Regions from separate parts of the Cricetulus griseus genome. Here region 2 is linked to region 1. A link is a contact called in public Hi-C data. All regions are on one chromosome and are shown on one strand. Each heading gives the region's core, a stretch centred on a gene start, on an enhancer-like site or on the middle of the called end of the contact. The rest is flanking DNA. Distances are from core to core; before and after follow the strand shown. Region 1 has its middle 48 kb from the start of Mboat1. Region 2 has its middle 120 kb from the start of Mboat1.

Region 1 (5,301 bases), core at 1,586-4,085:
GTAGAGTAACTTGGGACAAGATTCTGGCTAGAAGGAGAGTTTGTCCCTAGAAGCACATCTCTTGCTGACTTTGGTTGGGACAACTGAAGTTAAACCTCAGTTACTTCCTTCCTCTTTGGAGTTTCATGTTTTAAATATTATTGCTGCCATATGTGAGACACAGCATGACCAAATATTTTGCCTGAAGTAAAGCTGGCAAAATAATCAGATCTTCTCTCTCAGTTTATGTTCTGGTAGACAACCCAGACTCTTAACATGCACACACAAACTGAAGCATTTGAAGTTATAAAGTAGTGAGTGGGTGACACTGAGCTAAAGATGGCCACCAAGCACTGGATTTAACCTGTCCTGCTTCTTCTCAACCTGGATTCTCACTGCGCTATCTCACTGGTTCTGCCTTTGTCTCAGGTAGTTGTACCTGATCAACCTGTATTGCCACCTCCTCACTATGACTCCTGTGGTCCAAATCCAGGCCCCTCACATAACACAGGAAACCCCTGATCTCTCCTGGGGACAAGCATGTGCAACAAAGCAATCTGGAAAGAGCTTTATCCCTTCCCCACCCTGTAGTCACACAGGAGAATCCCCTCCTAATGACTTTATTAAGCTGTCAGTCAAGAAGTACTTAGTGAGAGTTGTTTTGGGGCCCTCAAGAAGGAAGGAAATATGTGCCATGGAAAACCAAGGGAGATAGGGCCAAAGGCATCAGATAAAACCAAAAACACCAAGAAAACAGCCCAAGTAGGCGAACATCATCAGCTCTCTTTCTTTGCCAGTGGTTCCCCTGTCCTCGTAGTACAACCACCATTTCCATATTGTATCCCTACATGAACATACTTCTTCATTCAATGTATGGATATTGGGAGCCCACTAAGGTATAGGCTGTGACAGTGATATAATAGCAGTCCTAGGGACCTTCAAGGACCCCATGTCCTAGGGGGTACAGACAGGGAAAAAGAAGTGCATAATAAACTCTGAATACTTATAAGTTGATAATTGTTGTAAAGAAAAATAAATAAACTGAGGGAAATGGAGAGTAGAGAAATATGTGCTTTTTAATAGGGTGGGCCAGGAAAGGTAGTCACTTTCCATTACAGTTACCAAGTACCCCAGTTAACCAACTTATAAAGCTAAAAGGCTAACCTTGGCCCATGGTTTTGGAGTTTTCAGTCCATGCTTAGTTGGTTTCATTGTTTTTGGCCTACAGCAACTAGGAAACATGGAAAACAACATGGTAGAGGAATCTGCTAAGAGCAGGTATGATAAGGACCTGTGTCTCACAATGGCATTCACAGAATGACCTAAAGTCTCATACTAGGTTCACTTTTTATGGTTTCTGTCCCATTCCGAAAATCCATGGGGTGAGGAAAAGCCTTAAACACATGACCTTTGTGGGACATTTCAACAGATCCACATTACAACAAAGACCTTACTAGAAGTGGGATTGGGGCCAAGGACTTAAAGGAAGGGATGTGTTAGGATTTCTATTGCTGTGAAGAGACACCATGACCACCACAACTCTTATAAAGGAAAACATTTGACTTGGGCTAGCTTATGGTTTCAGAGGTTTAGTCCATTATCATCATGGCTCAGTGTGCAGGCAGATGTGGTGCTAGAGAAGGAGCTGAGAGGTCTACAACTTAATCCACAGGCAGCATAAGGACTCTGTGGCACTGGGCATAGCTTAAGCATAGGAGACTTCAAAGCACAACCCTACAGTGACACACTTCCTCCAACAAGGCCACACCTCCTAATAGTGCCACTCCCTCTGAGGGCCATCTTCTTTCAAACCACCACAGGAGGTTAAGGAGGCATGTAAATATGGGTTCATTGTGGGAGTGGTTTCCACCAGAGATATCAAAATGTTAAGATCGCAAGGTGGAGAATGTGTGGGATGTGTAGAAACTAGTAATTCCAAGTAGGGTGGGTGTGTGAAGGACCAGCCAGGTTCTAAGGCCAGTAGCTCAATTTCTCTGTGTATAGATGATCCCTGGAGGATGGGCAGCTGCTTTTGCTTTATTACCATGCTGGAGATTGAACCCAAGGCTTGGGTTACTCTAGGCAGGACCCCTGCTACTGAGCTTGATCCCCAGCCTGCCCTGCACAGTTTTGGGCAGAAGAGTAATGTGAGCTGACTCATATTTTAGGAGAAGCCCATTGGCTGTTGTACACAGGCCAAGGAGCAAGGAGTTAGTAGATACCATAGTATATGTGGGAAGAAGGTAGAGGTATTTTCAGAGATCTTGAGAGATGAATCTGGGTTATATATTATGTTTCAAAAATAGATCCAATGGGACTGACTAGAAAAGGAAAAAATGCACGAATGATTCTATTAAGATAATGAGTGTGGAAAAAGCAGTGTGTGGGACAGACAATGAATGTGTTGGGTGGAAGAGATGGAAAGTATTTACTACTGTTGCAGAGGAACCAAGTTCGAAGCCTAACACTCAAGTCTGGCAGCTCACTCAGGTTCAGCCCTAGGGGACCTGATGCCTCTGACCTCCATGGTCATCTGCCCATACCCATGCCCATACCCATGCCCATGCACACACATAATTAAAAAGCTATGAGAGACTGTGGTAATTGCAAACCACAGACAACACATGCTCAGTTCAGGATAAATCAAAGTTCTTCTTTGAAATACAAGCTCCGCCATGACTTGGATGCAATTTGTCCCTGCCCAAACTCATGTTTGGGGACCTTTGAGGGGGATTTGGGCAACAGAAGTGTCACCATTGATCCCCACAGGTGCTGAGAGTGGATAGTCATAGAGCGAGCTCAGTGCCTCCCAACCCAACTCCTTGTGGCTGTTTCCTCTTTGCATACACTTCCTTCCTCTTGTTTCTCTGCGTGTTGTGTAACAGCATGAGGCCATCACCAGAAACCAAAAAATGTAGGTCCGTGACCCAAACTTCCTTCCTCCAAAACCACAGTTCAGGTGACATTCTCTTCAAGTATCTGGTCTTGGTCATTTTGATCTTTCAACAAAATGTATTCAGATAAACCAAAAATCAAAAATGTTTAATAACTGTATGTTAAATTAATTCAGTTGGGGAAGTTGGTAAAGGTTTCATAGAAGATAGATTTTGAGCTGAGACTTAAAGGGTAAAAAGAAAGGAACCTTCCAGGGGACAAATGGTCCGTGGTGTAAATTTATCAATGATTCTGACACTCCTTTCCACATCCAAAATAAAATTATCTTTCTTGCGGAACTTAAGCACAGAAAGGAGGGTTTGGGTACTTATTTATTTTGCTTTATTTTTAATGTGTTCCACATTGAACCCAAGGGCCCTAAGCATTCCTAGCAAGTGATCTACCACTGCCACCAGGGGTAGGGTAGTTTCAAAGATCTTGAGAAGTAGCTAGATTGGAATTGTATTTTGAAAATAGAGCCAATGGGATTGGCTTGTGGAGTAGTTTCACAGTGGGAAAGGTACTTGCTGAAGTCTGGTGCCCAGTAGAGGGAAGAGCTTTCACATAGTTCTGATAACTTTTTTTTTTTTTTTTTTTTTGGTTTTTTGAGATTGGGTTTCTCTGTGTAGCTTTGGAAGGCTCTCACTCTGTAGACCAGGCTGGCCTCGAACTCACAGAGATCTGCCTGCCTCTGCCTCCCAAGTGCTGGGATTAAAGGTGTGCGCCACCAACACCCAGCCTGTTCTGATAACTTATCAGACCATCTCTCACAGTAGACACCAGAGCCAAGACAAGGATGACTGGTCAGTGGTGGGAAGGACCAGAGTCTAGATGAGGATGATGGGTCAGTGCTGGGAATAACCAGAGCTAACAGGAGGATGACAGGTTAGTCAGTGGTGGGAAGGACTACTCCTTGACTACACTTGATCTGGACCACTTTGTTATGCATACCCCTCCTTAAACTGCTTGCCAAGGTCCAGAAGATGGACTTGAGTGGATGGTGAGTGGAAGGTCACTGGACCTTTTATTTGTCCTTCTTTGAAATGTGGCCACACAGAATAAACCTCTTTGCTTTTCAGTATTGCTCATCTGGTTAATTGGCCTAGTGGGGATAGATTGCTTTCCCTGGCTTGCTGAGGACGCAGGTTCAGACACTGGCAATTCTAGTAATATTCCTATAACATGTTATCTAAAAAGCTTAGTTCTTACAACAAATAAGTAGATAGGTAAATAAATAAATGACTCACACTGAGGAGGAGGGTAGAGTGGAGAAGAAAGCAGAAACTGCCTGAGATGCCAACAGATCTAAAATTTAGGCAAGTCTTCAATGTAGCTCTAAAACATTTGAAGAACTAAAGAAGTGATTTTCTCTCTCCTTCCTTCCTTCCTTCCTTTCCTTCTTTCCTTTCCTTCCTTTCCTTCTTTCTTTTTTCGGTGGTTGTTATTGGTTGGTGGGTTTTTTGAGACAGGGTTTCTCTATGTAGCCTTGACTGTCCTGGAACCTTGCTGTGTAGGCCAGGCTGGCCTCAAAATCGGAGAGATGCTTGTCTGTATCTCCCAAATGCTGGGATTAAAGACATGTGCCTCCATGCCTGGCATTTCTCATCTTTCTTAGAAGATACAGCAGCATAAAAAATAGAAGTATAGCTTGTGCTGTTGTGTTTGAAATCTTTGTTAAGTAGAATATGTAAAACAAAATGTCACGAAGAGAGGAAACACAGGCGAAGATAAAGAGAACAATGCTCCGACACCTCCCTAGAATGAAATTCACATGAATCCAAAACTAGTGCTGTAAGTTAAAATGTGTATGCCTTCTAGAAGAAAGGTAATAAAAAAAATGTAGCCAACAAGTGCAAAAAGCAAAGGCAATTTGGTGAAGGAAGAAGAGTCTTTCCAAAAAACATTGCTGAAACAGCTGGAGGATCATTCACAAGAGAGAAAAAAAAATGATCTACAGGCTGGGAAGATGACTCAATAGTTAAGAGAACTTATTGCTCCTGCAAGGGACTGGATTTCTTTTATCAGCACCCACATCAGGTGGCTCATAAGCCCGTGAACTCCAGCTCTGAGGTAACTGATGCCCTCTCCTGGTCTGCTTGGGTACTGCAAACACATAATTAAAAATTAAGTATTATAAATAAATAAAAAATTTTGAATGCATCTAAGCTCAGACTTCATACTTTTCAGGAAATTAACTTTAAATGGATCACAGACCTAACTGTAAAGTGTGAGGACATACACTTCTGAAAGAAAAATATATGCTCAGTCAAAGAAGAAATTAAAGTGGGATATTAGAATTGAGATGAATGATATTAAAGACACATTGTGCTATAACGTGGGGATGCTGCTAAATTGGAACTTGAGATAAAAGATGTTTTTAGAAATGTG
Region 2 (5,301 bases), core at 746-3,245, 170 kb before region 1:
GATCTGACGCCCTCTTCTTGGCCTCTGCAGACACAATGCAGCGCACTAATGCAAGTGTGCACATATCCATACAGACACAAGTATACACACACATTTGAGAAATAATAAAAACAAATCTCTATAAAATACCTGGTTCCACCACTTCTAATTGTTTGGGAATCAATGACGAGAACAGATGGGAAGCTTAGCCAAACTGTAAATTACAACTAAAGCGTGGGTGGATTGGAACGTGTGACTTGAAGTTCCCAGAAGAAAAGCTGCACCTGTGTCACAGATGCCACTAGGCTTATTGGTTAGTTAGAGCATCCTGGCTCAACAGAGTTGAATGCTGCAGGACAAAACTACCTCGGGCTTTCTTTGGTCACCTTTTGCCCGAGGACCTGCCTGACCCAACATCCTGTGATGAGCAGATGAAACCTTTGGAGAGTTCTAACTTAGCAGCTGCTTGCTCCTGTGAGCCCCAACACTAAGAATGTCGTTAGATAGCATCTTGAAGCCTACAGCAGAGATTCCCAGTGTGCCATAAGCCGCCTACCCAATGTCCTCACAGTGTATTTGAGAAGTGACTTGATTTATGACTGTCTTCCAATCTGTAATTCTAACAACTTGCTGAGAACTTTCACAGCAGAACATGCTAATCTGGGCAACCCGAATCCTTGTTCCCAGATGGGAGTCACTCACTTTAGCTTCAGGATAAACTACCTCTCTTATGTGCTGTGAGGTGAGAGCTGTGCCTTGTATCAGCAAGTGTCACTCCTCTCCTGGGGGAATTGGGACTGTTTGGGGGGGTAGAATTCTCATCACAAGAAAGGAACAAAGTGAAGGGAAGAACAACATACCAACGTACAAGACGACTTACTTTCTACCATTCCAGATGCTGATAAGTGTAGCTCAATTTTCAGATTTTACCTAAGTCCCAACATTTTGTTAAGAAACAAGTAAGCTGGGGAGAGAGGGAGAAAGCTATGTTAAGCCCCAGCATGGCTGAGCCTGATGACCCTGGGGCAGGAGCACAAAGGTGCTGACCCTTTAAGATGTCATAAGTGAGCCAGATGTTACTTGTTACGTCTTCTAACAGAGCACCCTGAAGACTTAAGTATTTCCCAGAATGACAATGTGTCTCTCGGGTTCAGAAATGTGCTCAAGCTGCCACAACCAGAACACTGAATTGTCAGCAAAGAAAGGGAACTATGAGAGGCCTAAGTTTTCCTTTAGAAATTGGTCACTCAGAATGAATTACAAAGAAAACAAATGCTTTCCACAAAGTTGTAGACCAAACTCACACTGACAACCTCAGGCTACTGGAATGAAGAGACTCCAAGAGGGAGACAACAAAACTGATTATAAAAGGTTAAAACACAAGCAATCCATGGTCATCTTACATCTGCCTCTTACAGGTGGGGAAAAAAGGGATAACCAAAGAATCCCTGGCTTCTGCTCACAATGACTTATTTAAACTAGGCCACCCTTGCAGAAATCCACCAACTTAGTTCCTCACACTATCTCACTTACCCCTGATGATAGTTACTGATTTATCTAACAGAAAGGTGACTTGCCTTCTCCAAGGCCACAAGCAAATGAGGAGCATATACATGCCAAGACCCGCAGCTGCTTTTACCTCCAGCGCTTCTGCCTATTTAAAGTCTACCCACCGTCTTGTTTTTTATTTGTATCTAAAGTAGGACGAGGACAACTCAGGGGGATCATTTAAGCATTTCCCTCGATAAGAGCGTGATCTTTTAAACAACAGACTAGCAGTTACAGTTCAAAAAGAGGAGCACAGAGGTTAGGTGGCCATGGCTAGTATTCAGAGTGCAACCAGGGGTGAACACTTGGCTTGGAATTCAACACCCGATGTTACTGCAAGTGGCCACAAGATGTCCCTACTTCACACCAGTTCAGAGAAATTGCTTTCAAGCAAAGATTTGTAGGTGGTGTGTGCTGAGATTGTTCCTAAGTGGGCGAGGCTCCTTCATTCCCCAGGTACACTGGGATTTCTGCCTCTCAAACCTACACTGCAAGGTTAAGCTTTAGTTAGGCTGAGGGCCAAGGAAGTGGCTCAGCAAATAGAAGTGCTTTTCCTCCTCTTTTAAAAAAGCTTTCTTTAGGGAGCTGGAGCGATGGCTCAGCAATTATGAGCACTTGCTACTCTTGCAGAGAGAGGATCTGGGTTCAGTTTCCAGCACAGGTATGGTGGCTCACAACTATCTCTAACTCTAGTTCCAAGGAATCCCATGCCTTCTTCTGGATTCTTTGGTCATAAGGCAGTCACATGGTACACAGATATACATGCAGACAAATACTCATACACATAAAACAAAAATATAAAGCTGAGAGGTGGTGTTGTACTCCTTTATTCCCAGCACTTGGGAGGCAGAAGAAGGTGGAATTCTGTGAGTTTGAAGCCAGCCTGGTCTACAGAGTGAGTTCCAGGAGAGCCAGGGCTACACAGAGAAACCCTGTCTTGAAAAACCAAATAAGAAAGAAAGGATGGAAGAGAAAAAGAAGAACTATTTATTATCGTGTGTGTGTGTGTGTGTGTGTGTGTGTGTGTGTGTGTGTGTGTGTGTGTGTGTGTGTGTGTGTGTGTGTGTGAATGTGTGCGTGTCTGCAGAGGCCTGTAAATGGCATCAGATCTCCTGAAGCTGGAGTTAGAGTTGGTTGTGAATTACATTGCATGATGTGAGTGCTGGGAACCAAACACAGGTCCTCTGGAAGAGCAGAAAGAGTCCTTATAGAGTGGATCTCTGTACCCCTAGACCCCTGATATACACAATTCTCCTTGCCCAAGTACCCAGAATTCACCTAAAGGAGGAAAGGAAGAACCAACTGATGGGGGTGAAGGGACCAGCTCCCCATTTTGGCAGCCATGACAGTCTAACATGTGCTTGCCTGACCTTGACTTGGTCACTAGGAGGTCAGATGCCTGCCTCATGGTAAGGAACCAATCAGAAGTTAGCTGGTAGTGCTATGCTTTATGGCTCTGGGTGTGCTTTACGGACAAGTGCACAGCAATGACATGCAGAGCATAGCAACCGCCCTGGGAGGGCCTATGGGCCATAACAACCAGTTGACCGATCAACACAGGGCAAACCCTCCAAGCCTGGAGGCACACCAATCCTGAGCCTGTGGGTATGCCTGGACACTCGCCTTACACTGCCCTATAAGATCTCTATGCTGTGGCTTTGAGGCGTCTTTCCTAGCCATCTGCCATGGTGGATGGATGAAAGGCCCGAGCTAACATGGGGTTAGCTCATTAAACAACTGCAATAATACCTCTTGCTGTTTACATCAAGCTTTCACCTCCACCTGGTGATTGGGGTTGCCAAGGTCCTGGGCCGAGATCCTGGGGTCCTGAGCCTTCAGGGGCCTTTTAGGGGGTGTTCTTCTATATGCTGTGAATATATGTTTCTCTTATTGGTTGATGAATAAAGCTGTTTCGGCCAATGGACATAAAGGATTTAGCCAGGTGGGAGATCCAAACAGGAATAGAAAAAGGTAATAGTGTCAAGGAGATGCCATGTAGCTACCAGGAAGGTTGGACTTCTGGGCATTCTCTGGTAAGCCAAGACCATGTGGAGATACATAGATTAATAGTTATGGGTTAATAATTGAGAGAGCTAGCCAATAAGAAACCTGAGCAATAGGCCAAACAGTTTATAAATAATAATGAGTTTCTGTGTGTTTATTTGGGACTGGGCTGCGATACTGGGCTAGACAGAAACTTTCATCCACAACCAACTCCACAAAGTTTTGCTCTGATTTCCATACATGTAGTATGGCACATGTGTCCCTCAATAATGTGCATGTGTGTGCGTGCACATATGCACACACACACACACACACACACACACACACACACACACACACACACACACAGGTAAACACAATAAGACTAATAACCTAAAGGTTAGAAAGCTAGGAAAACACTAAGAAGTCACCCGTCTACCTCTTTCCCAGGCTGTTTTGTGAAAGCCAAAACCAAGCCAGTGGGTGTGTAGTATCAACCACAGGGGAAACTGAGGCAGAAACATGCTTGAGCCCCGAAATTTCAAAGCAGCTAGGGCAACAGGAGCCCCAGTTTCAAATCAAAACAAACTGGAGTTGCGACACTAGCCAGTTTTCACTCCCCCACAGGCTCTTTTACAGTGTTTCCTCCCAGCACTTTGCTGTAATTCTCCCGCACTCCTGCCTCAGACTCACAGGAAACTGATTCAGCAAAGTCCCAAAGGCAGTATGTCCGGGTTTAACTGCTTTCTTCTTGAAATACTTCTCAGGCTTCCTGCTGGAATTGAAGACCAAACCACTGCTGTGAATTTATGGGTGACACTCATGTTAACCATTAGAGTAGGGTACGGCCTTTGCTTATTGGAATGGATGAGTGGCTATCTTTAGAAATCAATTTGCAGCTGAGGACAGAGCTCAGTGGTGCAGCTAGCCTAGCCTGCAGGAAGCCCTGGATCCCATCCCCAGTACTGCATACACTGGCGCTATAACCCCGGCACTAAGCATGTGCAGGCAGGAGGATCAAAAGTTCAAAGCCACCCTGTCTACATAAGAGTTAGAGGGCAGCCTGGGTTATGTGAAACTTTGTCATCGAAAAGAAAGGAAGGGGGATGAGGAGAGGGTCCAGTTTGCAAATCACTGCTTCAAGTTCTTAGAAGTTTTAAAAGGGTAACATTACATTATCCAGTCTCAGAATCTCCCCTTCAGCTATGATGACCAGTGACAAAATCAGAACATCAAAATTAATTGTACATGTCTTGGACATTTGTGGTCTACCAGTGCTAAAATATATTTATAGGTTGTCAATTTAATTTCTCTTTGAGAAAGTCTTATGTGGCCTTATGAATGTAAGCTTGAAGATTTGAGATATTTTATTAGTATTCTTTACTAATACTTCTTTCCCTAATATTTTTTATTGAAACAATAAATTAGTAATCATTCTATTAGCACTTGAAATAGTAGGTCAAAAGAACTGATTTGCCCTGAAGGTCCATTTTCCCTGTACAAATGCACCTGCTTGTGAGAGGGCAAACAAATAGCCCTTTTCTGCTTGGGGAACTGAGTGATTCGGAGAAGCTCTGTCCCCCAGTCATGATGGACAGTTAGATATGCCAAAGTAATTTCTGAGTAACAGTAGTTAAACAGCAAAGGCTTGCGATTGATTGACCTTGCAAAAATTAAACACATAGTAGACACACTGAAGCCAAGCATTTGCTTTAGTGCCCTTCATTTTCACTCTTTGTTATGCTTCCTGGAACAGAAAGGAATGGAAGATCCCTCTGTATGACACACCCC

What was found. Hi-C and Micro-C count contacts between places; a contact is called where the count stands out from the background.
Region 2: a Hi-C map of the CHK-Q cell line shows a contact between it and region 1, with 6 times the contacts expected there. The contact joins two enhancer-like sites. A contact is called at or near these places in 7 of 8 Hi-C or Micro-C datasets (the CHK-Q cell line, the CHL-YN cell line, the CHO-K1 cell line and 2 more).

What each region holds. Positions count from the first base shown.
Region 1 is chr3:250,810,290-250,815,590 of CriGri-PICRH-1.0, reverse strand. No RefSeq gene overlaps it. Among named protein-coding and RNA genes, the nearest start is that of Mboat1, 48 kb to the left of the region's middle. Within about 2 kb of position 2,835, at least 2 of the 6 cell types and tissues checked have open chromatin away from gene starts, as enhancers often do.
Region 2 is chr3:250,979,570-250,984,870 of CriGri-PICRH-1.0, reverse strand. No RefSeq gene overlaps it. Among named protein-coding and RNA genes, the nearest start is that of Mboat1, 120 kb to the right of the region's middle. Within about 2 kb of position 1,995, at least 1 of the 6 cell types and tissues checked has open chromatin away from gene starts, as enhancers often do.